Regions from separate parts of the Mus musculus genome. Here all the other regions are linked to region 2. Evidence: chromatin contacts called from public promoter capture Hi-C data. All regions are on one chromosome and are shown on one strand. Each heading gives the region's core, a stretch centred on a gene start, on an enhancer-like site or on the middle of the called end of the contact. The rest is flanking DNA. Distances are from core to core; before and after follow the strand shown.

Region 1 (2,700 bases), core at 10-2,509, 1.4 Mb before region 2:
TGTGAGGACTAAATGATCTACAAGTAAATGGACTATAGGGACTGGCGCTTAGTAGGCAATCATCTACTACTAATTGCTTTTCACGTCCCACTAAGTACTCTGTAATGTTTGCAGCTGTAGTTTGGGGGTCGACATTTAAGACCGAGAGTGTTCACCTTGTAATCACACACGTTGCCTTTACCTTGATAATTCTACACGCACCCAGACATGCTGTGCTTATAATTAGGATCCTATTTTCTTACACCCTTCTACGTTTCCAGATGCCATCAGAAGTTCTATTCTGAATAATCTGCCTTAGTCTGACAAGGAGATCAGGCAGAACTGAGTTCTAGGTCCATGGACATCCCTCTAATATAACCACCTGATTTGAGGTGTGAGTTCCAGGACAAACCTTAACTATACAGTGATACCCTGTCTAAAGAAAGAAAGGGGCAGGAGGTGTGAATGGTCATGCTTGCCTTTAATCCCAGCACTGGGGAGGCAGAGGCAGTTCAAACCACCACAAATTGGGACTCAACAGTGAGAATGCAAGGTCTCACTATTCCCAAGGTCTCTTCAAATACTAAACTGGGAAGTTAACTCAACAAGTGATTAAAGGTGACTGTGCACCTCTGATACCAAAACAGAAACCCTTAAAAATCTTCCTCAAATTCAGCCAAAAAACGTCCCTGCTGGGCATCTCTGGTCACTTGGCATTTTGTACAAATCTCAAGCGTGCACACCAGGCTCGGAGCCCTCAAGCGGTTGGGACATCACATTACACCTGTGTGAAGGCGTCTCCAGTCCCTGTGTCAGGGCTGTGCTGGAGCAAACAGTGGACCGAAGCCGCTGCTCAGCGAGGCGCCCAACGGACCTCGGCCGGCATCAGCGGTCAGCGGACTGCAGGCCCTTTCCTGGAGCTTCAGTTTAAGTTTTAAGTGAGACTGCACAGAGCCCAAGCGCTCCCGGGAGTGGGGATGGAGATGCCGGGAGGGCCTGCGGGAAACATGCGGTAGCAGCCAGGGCGAGCCTGGGTGACCCGCGACCCCGCGAGCCTCAGGTCCAGCCCCGCGCCGAGACTCGTCCTCTCACCTCCCGGGCTCAGCAGCAACTTCAGCGCTTCCAGAACCTGCTCCAGACCACATGTCACCAGAACGCCACTCGGCGCAGCCGCCGCCGGTCCGGAGGCCGCCATGATTGGAGTGGAGCGACCTGCGACGTGCTCAAACACCCAAGTGGGCCAGCGCGGCCGCCATTTTGAATGTGGCGGAGGCGTGTCCTCTGCTGGAGGGCGGGGCCCAAGACCTGGGGCGGGGCCTACTCTGTCTGGAACGCCCCTTCTCCGGGAAAAAAAAAAAAAACAAGATACAGTTTCTTGTGTTCTCCCAGAGCGCCCCAGTTCAATTCCCAGCATCCCTATCAGACACCAGCCTGCAAACTCAGGTCCAGCAACTCATGCGCATACACACGCATGCACAAGCATAACTTACAAAATATTTTTTAAAAGAAAATATAGGGGGCTGGTGAGATGGCTCAGTGGGTAAGAGCACCCGACTACTCTTCAAAAGGTCCAGAGTTCAAATCCCAGCAACCACATGGTGGCTCACAACCATCCGTAACGAGATCTGACGCCCTCTTCTGGTGTGTCTGAAAACAGCTACAGTGTACTTACATATAATAAATAAATAAAATCTTTAAAAAAAAAAAAAAAAGAAAGAAAATATAATTGAAAAGGTAAAATAAAAGACCAATGTGGTGACATGTATCTTTAAGTCTAGTACTTAGAACCAAAGGTCAGCCTGGTCTACATACATAGTAAGCTCAAGGCCAACCAGGAACTCTGAGAGACCCTGACTCAAAAACAAAAAGAAAAAAAACACAAGTAGTCTTGCATGGTGGCCCATGCTTCTAAATCTCAGCTATAGAGAATCACGTGTTCAAAACCAGTGAAGGCAGCTTAGTGAGACCGTCTAAAAGCTATGAAGGATTGGAAATGTTATCCAGTAATAACACTCTAGCACACAACCATGAGTTTGGTCCTCAGTACTTCAACCCAGGGGGTGGGGGAGGGAACAGAAATAGTTTCTCGTAAAAATAATACACATTTTAGTATGTAAATTTTCAAGTACTGAAAGAAACACAATAAATAAAGTTCACAGATGTACATAGACCCTGAAAGAGAAGCTCACACCAATGACACCAGCGTTCAGGGAAGCTGACGTGGCAAGACAAGTTCATAACTTTCTCCCCAAAAGTAACAGTAACAAAAAATATTCAACTTTGTATTACTGATTCCTTTTTCTGACATTTAAAAGTAAATACACACTGGGATAGAGAGATGGATCCGTGGTGTTGTTCTTGTAGAGGACCCAGGTTTAATTCCCATCGCCTACAAGGTGGCTCACAGCCATGTATAACTCCAATTCTAGGGGATCCAATGCCCTCTTCTGGCTTCCAAGATGACCAGCCACTCATGTGGGGCACAGACACACGTACAGGCAAAATACTCATAACTGTAAAATAAATAATTCTTTAATCTAAAGATAAATACGCACACACACATATCCTGTATCTGTGAATGTGTTAGCTACAGACAGCCCCATTGGAATATCTTGGTTTTGTTGGGTGATGGTGAAAGACCCTCGAGGGGAGACCCTCACTCAGACCACTCAAGTCCCGGGACAGCCGCGTACCCAAGAAGACACTGAGACCATACATAAA
Region 2 (2,700 bases), core at 119-2,618:
ACGCTGTGCCTGGTACCATAGAGGTCACAAGAGGGCATTGGATCCACTCAATGAGAAGGTTTCGAGCTACCATGTGGTGCCCCTGGAGTGGAACCGAGGTCCTCTGTAAGAGCGACAAGTGCTCTGACCACTCAGTCCCTGGATACTTTGGGGGGAGGAGGGCAGTGTTTGCTGGCGATGCTGGCAGAGCCTAGCCAAGGGCTCCACCACGGCGCTACACCTGCTCTCACTCTCTCGAATGAGACTTCAGTCTTTCTGTGGGGCTCTGGTTACCACTCAACACTCTGACCTCAGTCTTCCAAATAGCTAGAAATACAGTTATATGCCACTATGGCCAGCTTCACTTATTAACCCCATCACCCCTTTTTATTTTTATTTTTAATTTTTTTTTTTGAGATAGGATTTCTTTGTTACTCAAAGCTAACTTCAAACCGCCCATCTTTCTGCCTGAGCCTCCCTGGTGCAGGGATTACAGGCTGGTGTCTGCCTGGCTTCATTTCTTTACAACGTTCTCTTTTGGAGCCTTGGCTGTCATTTGCCAGCGCTCCTAATCAGATAGGAATGAGAGGGCAGAGAAAGCACAAGGCAAGCAACTTACGTTGGCTCCCAGTATGATCCGAAGGTAAAACTTGAGAGTTTCTTTGTTCTCTTCAAATATCTGTTTCTTCCCTCTGGTACCCACTTTTCCTTTGGGCTGCGGAGGGTTGGTGAGATGCTGTCAGAGCTGTTTTGCCTCAGTCCTCCTCACTCCCTGTACCAGCCTGGTTACCTGCAGCTTTATCTACCCCGCAGCCAAGTCCTTAGCGTGCTTTGTCAACCCTAGCAATCCCTGAGATACCGACCACTCCTCTAGTCCATCTTCCTAATATAGTTAGGACACCGACTTTACTGTACCCCCAGTTATGATCGCCTAATGCTCACCCCAAAACAATTCAAATTACGTTAGTATCTTCTTTGGCTTTCCTCGTAAGGTTCAGCTTTGGGTTGAGATCCTCTCCGGGAAAACTCCAGCGGAACTTAATGGCGTCCCTCTGGGGTAGTGGTTTAGATCTGGAACTGGCAACTACCCTCGCCCGCGCCCGCCCTAGCCTCCAACACTAGTCCTGGTGTAGTCCTGCACGGCCACTCTCCCCGCATCCCGTTCGGTCTAGCACAGTCCATTGGGTGGCGCCCCTCTCTGGCCCAGTGCCTTATGCCTTCGAGCCCTTCTGTTTTTACTTTCCCAACATCGGGAAAGCTTTGCCGGTGCAGACCACGCCTTGTCCCTTACCGCCATGGTGCGCAGCAGACACCCAGCCACTGAAACAAGGGCGAGTAACTGGAACTGCAGTCAGTAGACACCACATCGGCAGCACATGCACTTCCGGTAAAGAGCGCAATCGTTCGCTCCTGGGCGGAAGTGGATTTCATTTCCTTCCGAAGCCCCGCCCCCTGAGTCGGTGGGACTACACTTCCCAGAAAACCTTGCGTGGGGGCGGAGACGGCAGAACTGCGATGGCGGACTCGCTGCCTCTGGAGGTGAGAGGAAGCGAGCGGTCCTTCAGGCCTTGGTCGGGGACAGGCCCCGCCTTCGGGGTCCCGAGCTTTGGGGAAAGGCTATCTGACAGCTCGCCCGGCACCTCCCGCCAGGCGGAAACGAGCCGCCCGGCGGATCCCACGACCTGAAAACTCTGGGTAACGGTCCTCTTTGGGGCCACTTCGACCCCTTCGGTTGGGATACCATTCCCTCTTTACCCATTGGCCCCAGAAGATGGCTGCTCTGTCACCTCAATGAGGACGGACTCACTGCCCATCCCTTTCCCTTGAGATGGCCGTTCCCTCCCCCTCAGTTCTAGAAGATGTCCGCTCCACCGTCCCTGAAGGGTAATCAATTTTATCCCCATTGGCCCCTTGGAATGGTCGTTCCATTTCCTCCACCCCTCCCCCACCGTCCTCGCAGTTGGAAATAGACTGCTCCCGCCCCCTAGTTCTGGGGACCATACCCAATGTCCTTAATGTAAGACAAGCCTGCTCCTCATTCTAGACCCCTAGTGATGGCTGCCCCTGTATTATTCAACCCCATGGGGTGTTTGTTCCTTTAGCCAGGGGCAAGGAGATACAGATGCAGGCTTTGTGTCTTGCACCTTTTTTGAAATGGCTTCTCTATCCATTTTGCCCTGAGGGTTGGCAACCCCCTCTCGTTGCCCTAGGAAGTCAGGCCTTTTCCCTTGAGTCGTGACATCCTATTCCCTTTTGGCCCCAGAAGGTATCTATTCATCCCTGTAAACCCCATGGGTTACCAGTAGTAGTAATCTTTTGGGGTGCTCTCATGGGATGACCACTCCACCCCTATCTCTACTCCTCTAGTGCTAGAAAGGCATTTCTCAGGATAATGAATTATGTATGATCCTTTCCATTAAGACATGTTGTCCTTTAGCATGGCTCCCAGGGTTGATCATTCAGAAGATAGGTCAGCCACTCTCTTAGTCCAGTCTTCCCTCTTAGCCCCCTAGGGATGGGGGCTTAGTCATCCCAGTCCCATCCATACTCTTCCTCATGTCTCTCCTCTCTGGTCCTAGTCATTTTCCTCTGAATAGTAATCTCCTTTATCCCCCACCCCTTCCCTGAGCAAACCTTTGGTGAAAGTAGAGGCAAAGGACTATCTTTAGTCCAGTAAATACTGGGTGAGTACTGCGTATGTACTTAGCATCTGAGAAGAAA
Region 3 (2,700 bases), core at 185-2,684, 1.7 Mb before region 2:
GCTGTATCTTTGAGAACTGTGAAAGGAGCCAAGAAGTCAGTCTCCGAGCTGCTGACTGAAACTTCATCCTTTCCAGTGGGTACCTGGCATTTGCCGTGATGGATGGCTACCGTGGCTACTCACCAGAGGAATGTCCGCCATGGAATAGACAACCACTCCCTGGTACTGAGATGTGTTCTCAGTAATTCGACCCAGACCGGATTTCAACACATGGTTTCCATACAAGAAGGACTGCTCTGCTCCCGGCTTTACCCACACTTTATACTGAAAGAGAGTTAAAAGCCAAGACACAAGGATGTTGGGCTATATCCCTAAATGCGGATTAGCAGCTGCTTCCGAGTTTAAGGAGAGGTGGGGAACCTTTAAGTTGTTTGGACCCCCCCCCCACTTTTTTGTTTTTGTTTGTTTGTGGGTTTTTTGTTTTTTTTTGAGACAGTGTTTCTCTGTGTAGCCCTGGCTGTCCTCGAACTCAGAAGTCCGCCTGTCTCTGCCTCCCAAGTGCTGGGATACCCCAATTTTTGATCTTTCACCATGGAGTTCCTTCCTCAACCTAACATCGAAATTCAACCTTACATCGAAATGCTCACATAATCAGCAATTTCCTTTTTTTTTCCCCTTGGACCCTAGGATCACCCTCACCACTGGCACTTGTGTCTTCGTCTCTGCTTTCTGAGATCCAGCTGACACGGTGGAGGCCTGTTTTCCTGTAGACAACTAGGCTATGCAGCTCCATGGCCATAACCCTTCCTAAACGTGTCCAAGCAGCAATATCGACAAACAACTTCTTAGGCTGACGCTGTCCAGAAACTCGTTGGAAAGAATCTGTGCTCTGACCTGGCCGCCGTCACCCGGGACTTCATCCCGGATGGCAACCTGGAGACCAGGCCCCCACAACGTACCTTGGCATAGGGGGCCAGGTAATCCAGAGCTGTCACGTGCAAGCGGAACTTGTGGGTCTTGGTAAACTTCCCAAAACACGTCCCCAGCGACACGAGCTTGTCTCCGGAGATGTTGGCGGCCAGCTTCAGCATCATCTCACTACAGGGGCGCGGGAGGAAGGTACCCGGTGACGACCAGGGATGGATGCACGCCTCCAGCCCGCCACGCAGTGGGCAGCACGCCCCACCTCACCTCACATAGTACACTCGGTCGTTGTGCAGCCGGAAACAGTACGTGCCGTCGGGTCTGTCCACTAGGAGTTGAAGGTTCTCTCCGATGCTGAGGGCAACAAGACCAGCGTCTGAGCCGGGACCGTCCCGCCCCGGAGCCGCATCCCCACTCCCCGCACGCCCGTCCCTCATCCGCCTCTCCAGTTCTTACTACTTCGCGATCTTCTCAAACATGACCCGGGTCTCTTCTTCAGTCAAGGGCCTCATCTTGCCGCTTGCTTGGCTCCCGGGAATCCTCGTGCCTGGAGAGCCGGAAGCGGAAGTCACTTTCCCACCCGCCCACTTCCTGGGGTCCACGAACGCGTGTCTCTCTAGCCTAATTCTCCGTGATCTTTGCGCAGCCGCCGCCTACCGTGGCGGACTTCCGGGGACCGAAAGCCGGCTAGATGAGAAACCATAGAGACGGGAAATGTTTCCCCCAATCGTTTCCGTTTCCCAGGAGCGAAACCGGCTCTGAAGAGGAAGTGACGGTACCGTGCTTGAGAGATGGCGGCCGCTCTCCCTCTCCAGCCCTCCACGACCGCTTCGGCCACGACGACAGCCACGGCCGTCGCGCTGGGGGAGGTGGAAGATGAGGGCCTCCTGGCGTCGCTATTCCGGGACCGCTTCCCCGAAGCTCAGTGGCGTGAGAAGCCCGACGTGGGCCGCTACCTCCGGGAGCTGAGCGGCTCCGGGCTGGACCGGCTGCGGCGCGAACCCGAGCGCTTGGCGGAAGAGCGGGCCCAGCGGCTGCAGCAGACGCGCGACCTGGCTTTCGCCAACTACAAGACGTTCATTCGCGGGGCCGAGTGCACCGAGCGCATCCACCGGCTCTTCGGCGACGTGGAGGCGTCCCTCGGGCGCCTGCTCGACCGTCTGCCCCGCTTCCAGCAGAGCTGCAGGTGCGGCTGGCCTGATGGGGACGGGCGCGTCATTGTATCTGCCAGGACGCTATCGTCATGACCCAAGCGTAGTGTACAGGGCTCTCTCCTGATTGCCTTGTTAATCCACTTAAACTTCACAGCAGCCATCTAGGTAGGTAGCGTCATTATTTTACAGACGAGGAAGTCGAAGTGAAGTGACTTGTCCAAGAACACAGCTAGTAAGTTTCCAAGAATTGGAAGCTAGGAGTCCACTACTCCCTCATAGGCTGTTGTTTAAATAATAAACATTCAGCCAGTCTTATTGACACTTGTGATCCCAGTATTCGAGTCACAGAGTCATCATCCTAGTCTGAGTATTGAATTCATGGACAGCCTGAGCTACATGAGACATTCAAACAAACTAAAAAATGTATGCATCCGGGCGGTGGTGGCGCACGCCTTTAATCCCAGCACTTGGGAGGCAGAGGCAGGCGGGTTTCTGAGTTCAAGGCCAGCCTGGTCTACAGAGTGAGTTCCAGGACAGCCAGAGCTATGCAGAGAAACCTTGTCTCGAAAAACCAAAAATAAATAAATAAATAAAATTATGCAAGGCAGTTCATTGAGCCTGACATAGTTAACCCTATATAAATGTGGGCTGGAGGTGCTCAGCTTCAAAATGTCCATCGATA
Region 4 (2,700 bases), core at 13-2,512, 1.1 Mb before region 2:
TTAACTGGAGCGCCATCTCTCCAGCCCATCCTTATCATTTTCCAGGAGGTGCTGGGAATTGAACCTAGGACCTCACACATACTAGGCAAGTGATCTACCACTGAGCTATAGTCCTAGTTCTTACCTTCAACTCCAAAGAGAGTTCAGATTATGTTCTCATCAAAGTAAAACGGACAGCCTCAGAGCTTATGTCCAGAAAATGCCCCTTTTGCTACAACTAAAAAGTGGGTTGATAAATCTGTCTCTTACTAATTAACCTGAAGCCGGGGCTATGGAGGGTGCGCACTATTATACATTTGTTAATGGGGAAAGAAAGAAAGGAAAATAAAACGAGTGGGGCGGGGGGGGGGGCAAGAAAAGCTGGAGCTTGTCTGACCAGGTTTGGCTGTAATGGTGGTCTCCGACTCAGCGCCCAACCTTCACCGGCCTCTTATTCTAATAGGTCTCTTCTGCCCCCCTACTATCTCTTTATGGCCTTTGGATGGGAAGCAGGGGGCTTTTCTATTTTGTCCCTCTATCCTCCATTCCTCACTGAAGAGTTCTAAGAAGTGCACACTGCAATAAAGTCTCAGTGCTGACACCCCCAGAACACTTCCTCTCACAAGATCGCACTTCCCTAGTCTCCTCTTTAACTCCATCCTTTCAGAAATCCTGCTCTGCCCAGGGCTGGGCACTTTGGGAGGGGTTTTCTCCAGAGGAGGAGACTCAAAGCGATCCAAACTAAGACTCTCTATACCTATACCAATAACTGTTCCATACAGACTCCGGGGGCCTCTCAGGGTGGGATGCTCCGGGCGGTGGGGGAAGGCTCGGCTCACCTGGGGCTTGGCCGTCGGAGGTCTCGGGGCCATTCCTGCCTCAGTGTGTGCTGGCTATGGTCCAGGGCTGAGGAGAGAGGACAGGATCCACTCACCGGGCTACCCCGAGGCCCCACCCCTTCAGCTCTGCAGCCACTTCGGCCGAAACGTGGGGAGGAGCCCCGCCTTCTCCTGCTGCTCTTCCCAAGGCCAAATGAAAGGCCCCACAGCTTCGGGACAGTTCCTCCGGCCACGCCCAGTCCGTCCGCAGGATGGTCGGCGAGGCCCGGAGGACAGCCTCCTACCCACTGCACTCGGAATCTGCCTCCGGGGCTTCGGAATCCGCGACCTCAGGTCCGCCCCTCTAGCGCCCGCTGCAGTTTCTTGTTCCCGGCAGTACTGCTCTGCAACAACAGGGTCGGACAATGGCCACAGCGGCGGGCGCAGAGCCACGAGTGCGACTGCGCACAATGATCCTCGCGCCTGCCCATCCACGGGTGCAGAAACTACGATTCCCAGCTATCCTCGCGTGCCCGCCCTGCAGAGGTCCTGCCTCCTAGTGGGGGGCTGCAGTAAGAGCACAAGAAGGCGGGCAGGTTAGGTTCAAAGTTTTTCTTTGGTATGTGTGTTTTCTGGAGCTGCTGGAAAGGTTCAAAGTTTTTGTCGTGTGTGTGTGTGTGTGTGTGTGTGTGTGTGTGTGTGTGTGTGTGTGTGTGTTGGAGCTTCTAGAAATTCTCACCGCTCCTTCTTTTCTTTTCTCCTTCTCCTCCACCTCCCATCCCGTTCCCTTTCCCTCCCCCCTCCCTCTTTCTCCCTCTGTGTAGCTCAGGATGTCCAGAAACTCACTCTGTAGACTCAATTCTCAATTCTCTTAGCACACAAGTGGCTAAGGATCGGGAGTTCAAGGTTATCCTAAACTGTGGTTCAAGACCAGCCTGGGCTACAAGAGACCTGGTCTTACAAGCCAAAATAAATAAACAATGCATGCACGAATGACTAAAGTGTATAATTCAATAGACTTTAGTACATAAAAAGAGTTGCACAACCATCGTTGTAGTCTCCTCTTTGAACATTTTAATTAGCCACAAAAGAAAAAAAATCATGTACATTAATAACCGTCCCCTCGTCCTAACCCACCTCCTCTCGATCCCGGGCAACCACTGACCTGTGCTGTCTTTGTGACAAATCTGTCTCTTCTGGGTATCTCATAAGATCAGGCAATATGAAGTTTTATGATTGGCTTCTTTCAGTTATTACAGTGGTTCTGAGTTCATTCACATCACAGGAGTCTCTATCCCATTCTTTTTTAATGCTGAATGAAAGATCTGATTGCCCGAGTGTACCACATTCATTCATCAGTTGGTAGCGTCTGCGTTGTTCACACTGTGAGATTTTATGCTTTTATCTTCAAAGCAACATTACAGAGGATATGTGTGTACACACGTTTATGGGGGTGCAGTTTCATTGATCTGGGGTAGATACAGAGAAGTTGAATTATAGAGATTTGGTAGCACCATGTTTAGCATTTGAAGGAACTGTGAATGTTTTCTAAAGAGGCTGTATCACTTCCATCTTTTTTTTTTTTAAACTAACAGCATATAGATTTCAACATTCCTACCCACACCTGTTACTATTTGTCTTTTTATCACAGTGTTCTGTGGATTTTTGCTGGGATGCGGGGGCGGAGAAAGTATAAATAACAACAAACCCCTTGGAAACTCTGCAAATACTTTCCACACTAGACAACAGTAGCAGACAGATACGCACAAAACAGAAGTTTAAGAGACCCTAGAAGGATTCCTAAGGCAGAACTTTCAGTAAGAAGCACAAAACACAGGCTAGGGTAAGGCTCGGCACCAGGCACTACAGCTCGTTCCCCAGCGCTGGCAGCCACACAGCTCAC

Evidence for each region. Promoter capture Hi-C pulls out the DNA fragments that hold promoters and counts their contacts.
Region 1: a contact with region 2 is called in a promoter capture Hi-C map of pre-B cells, with 3 times the contacts expected there. The contact joins the promoter of Tango6 here to the promoter of Tmem208 in region 2. A contact is called at or near these places in 2 of 39 promoter capture datasets (liver and pre-B cells).
Region 3: a contact with region 2 is called in a promoter capture Hi-C map of pre-B cells, with 7 times the contacts expected there. The contact joins the promoter of Nip7 here to the promoter of Tmem208 in region 2. A contact is called at or near these places in 4 of 39 promoter capture datasets (hippocampal neurons, liver and pre-B cells) and 1 of 9 other capture datasets (adipose tissue).
Region 4: a promoter capture Hi-C map of pre-B cells shows a contact between it and region 2, with 3 times the contacts expected there. The contact joins the promoter of Zfp90 here to the promoter of Tmem208 in region 2. A contact is called at or near these places in 2 of 39 promoter capture datasets (liver and pre-B cells).

What each region holds. Positions count from the first base shown.
Region 1 is chr8:106,681,627-106,684,326 of GRCm38.p6, reverse strand. It overlaps Tango6 (transport and golgi organization 6), which reads right to left and starts at 1,259. Exons shown (of 18, transcript NM_173037.1): 1 at 1,072-1,259. The coding sequence starts at 1,174.
Region 2 is chr8:105,325,045-105,327,744 of GRCm38.p6, reverse strand. It overlaps Tmem208 (transmembrane protein 208), which reads right to left and starts at 1,368. Exons shown (of 6, transcript NM_025486.3): 1 at 1,271-1,368; 2 at 599-694. The coding sequence starts at 1,276. Lrrc29 (leucine rich repeat containing 29) reads left to right here and starts at 1,477. Exons shown (of 7, transcript NM_001368408.1): 1 at 1,477-1,518. The coding sequence starts at 1,495.
Region 3 is chr8:107,055,611-107,058,310 of GRCm38.p6, reverse strand. It overlaps Nip7 (NIP7, nucleolar pre-rRNA processing protein), which reads right to left and starts at 1,434. Exons shown (of 5, transcript NM_025391.2): 1 at 1,321-1,434; 2 at 1,132-1,218; 3 at 900-1,038; 4 at 124-264. The coding sequence starts at 1,376. Cog8 (component of oligomeric golgi complex 8) reads left to right here and starts at 1,574. Exons shown (of 5, transcript NM_139229.4): 1 at 1,574-2,050. The coding sequence starts at 1,656.
Region 4 is chr8:106,413,889-106,416,588 of GRCm38.p6, reverse strand. Zfp90 (zinc finger protein 90) reads right to left here and starts at 1,262. Exons shown (of 4, transcript NM_011764.4): 1 at 819-1,262. The coding sequence starts at 851.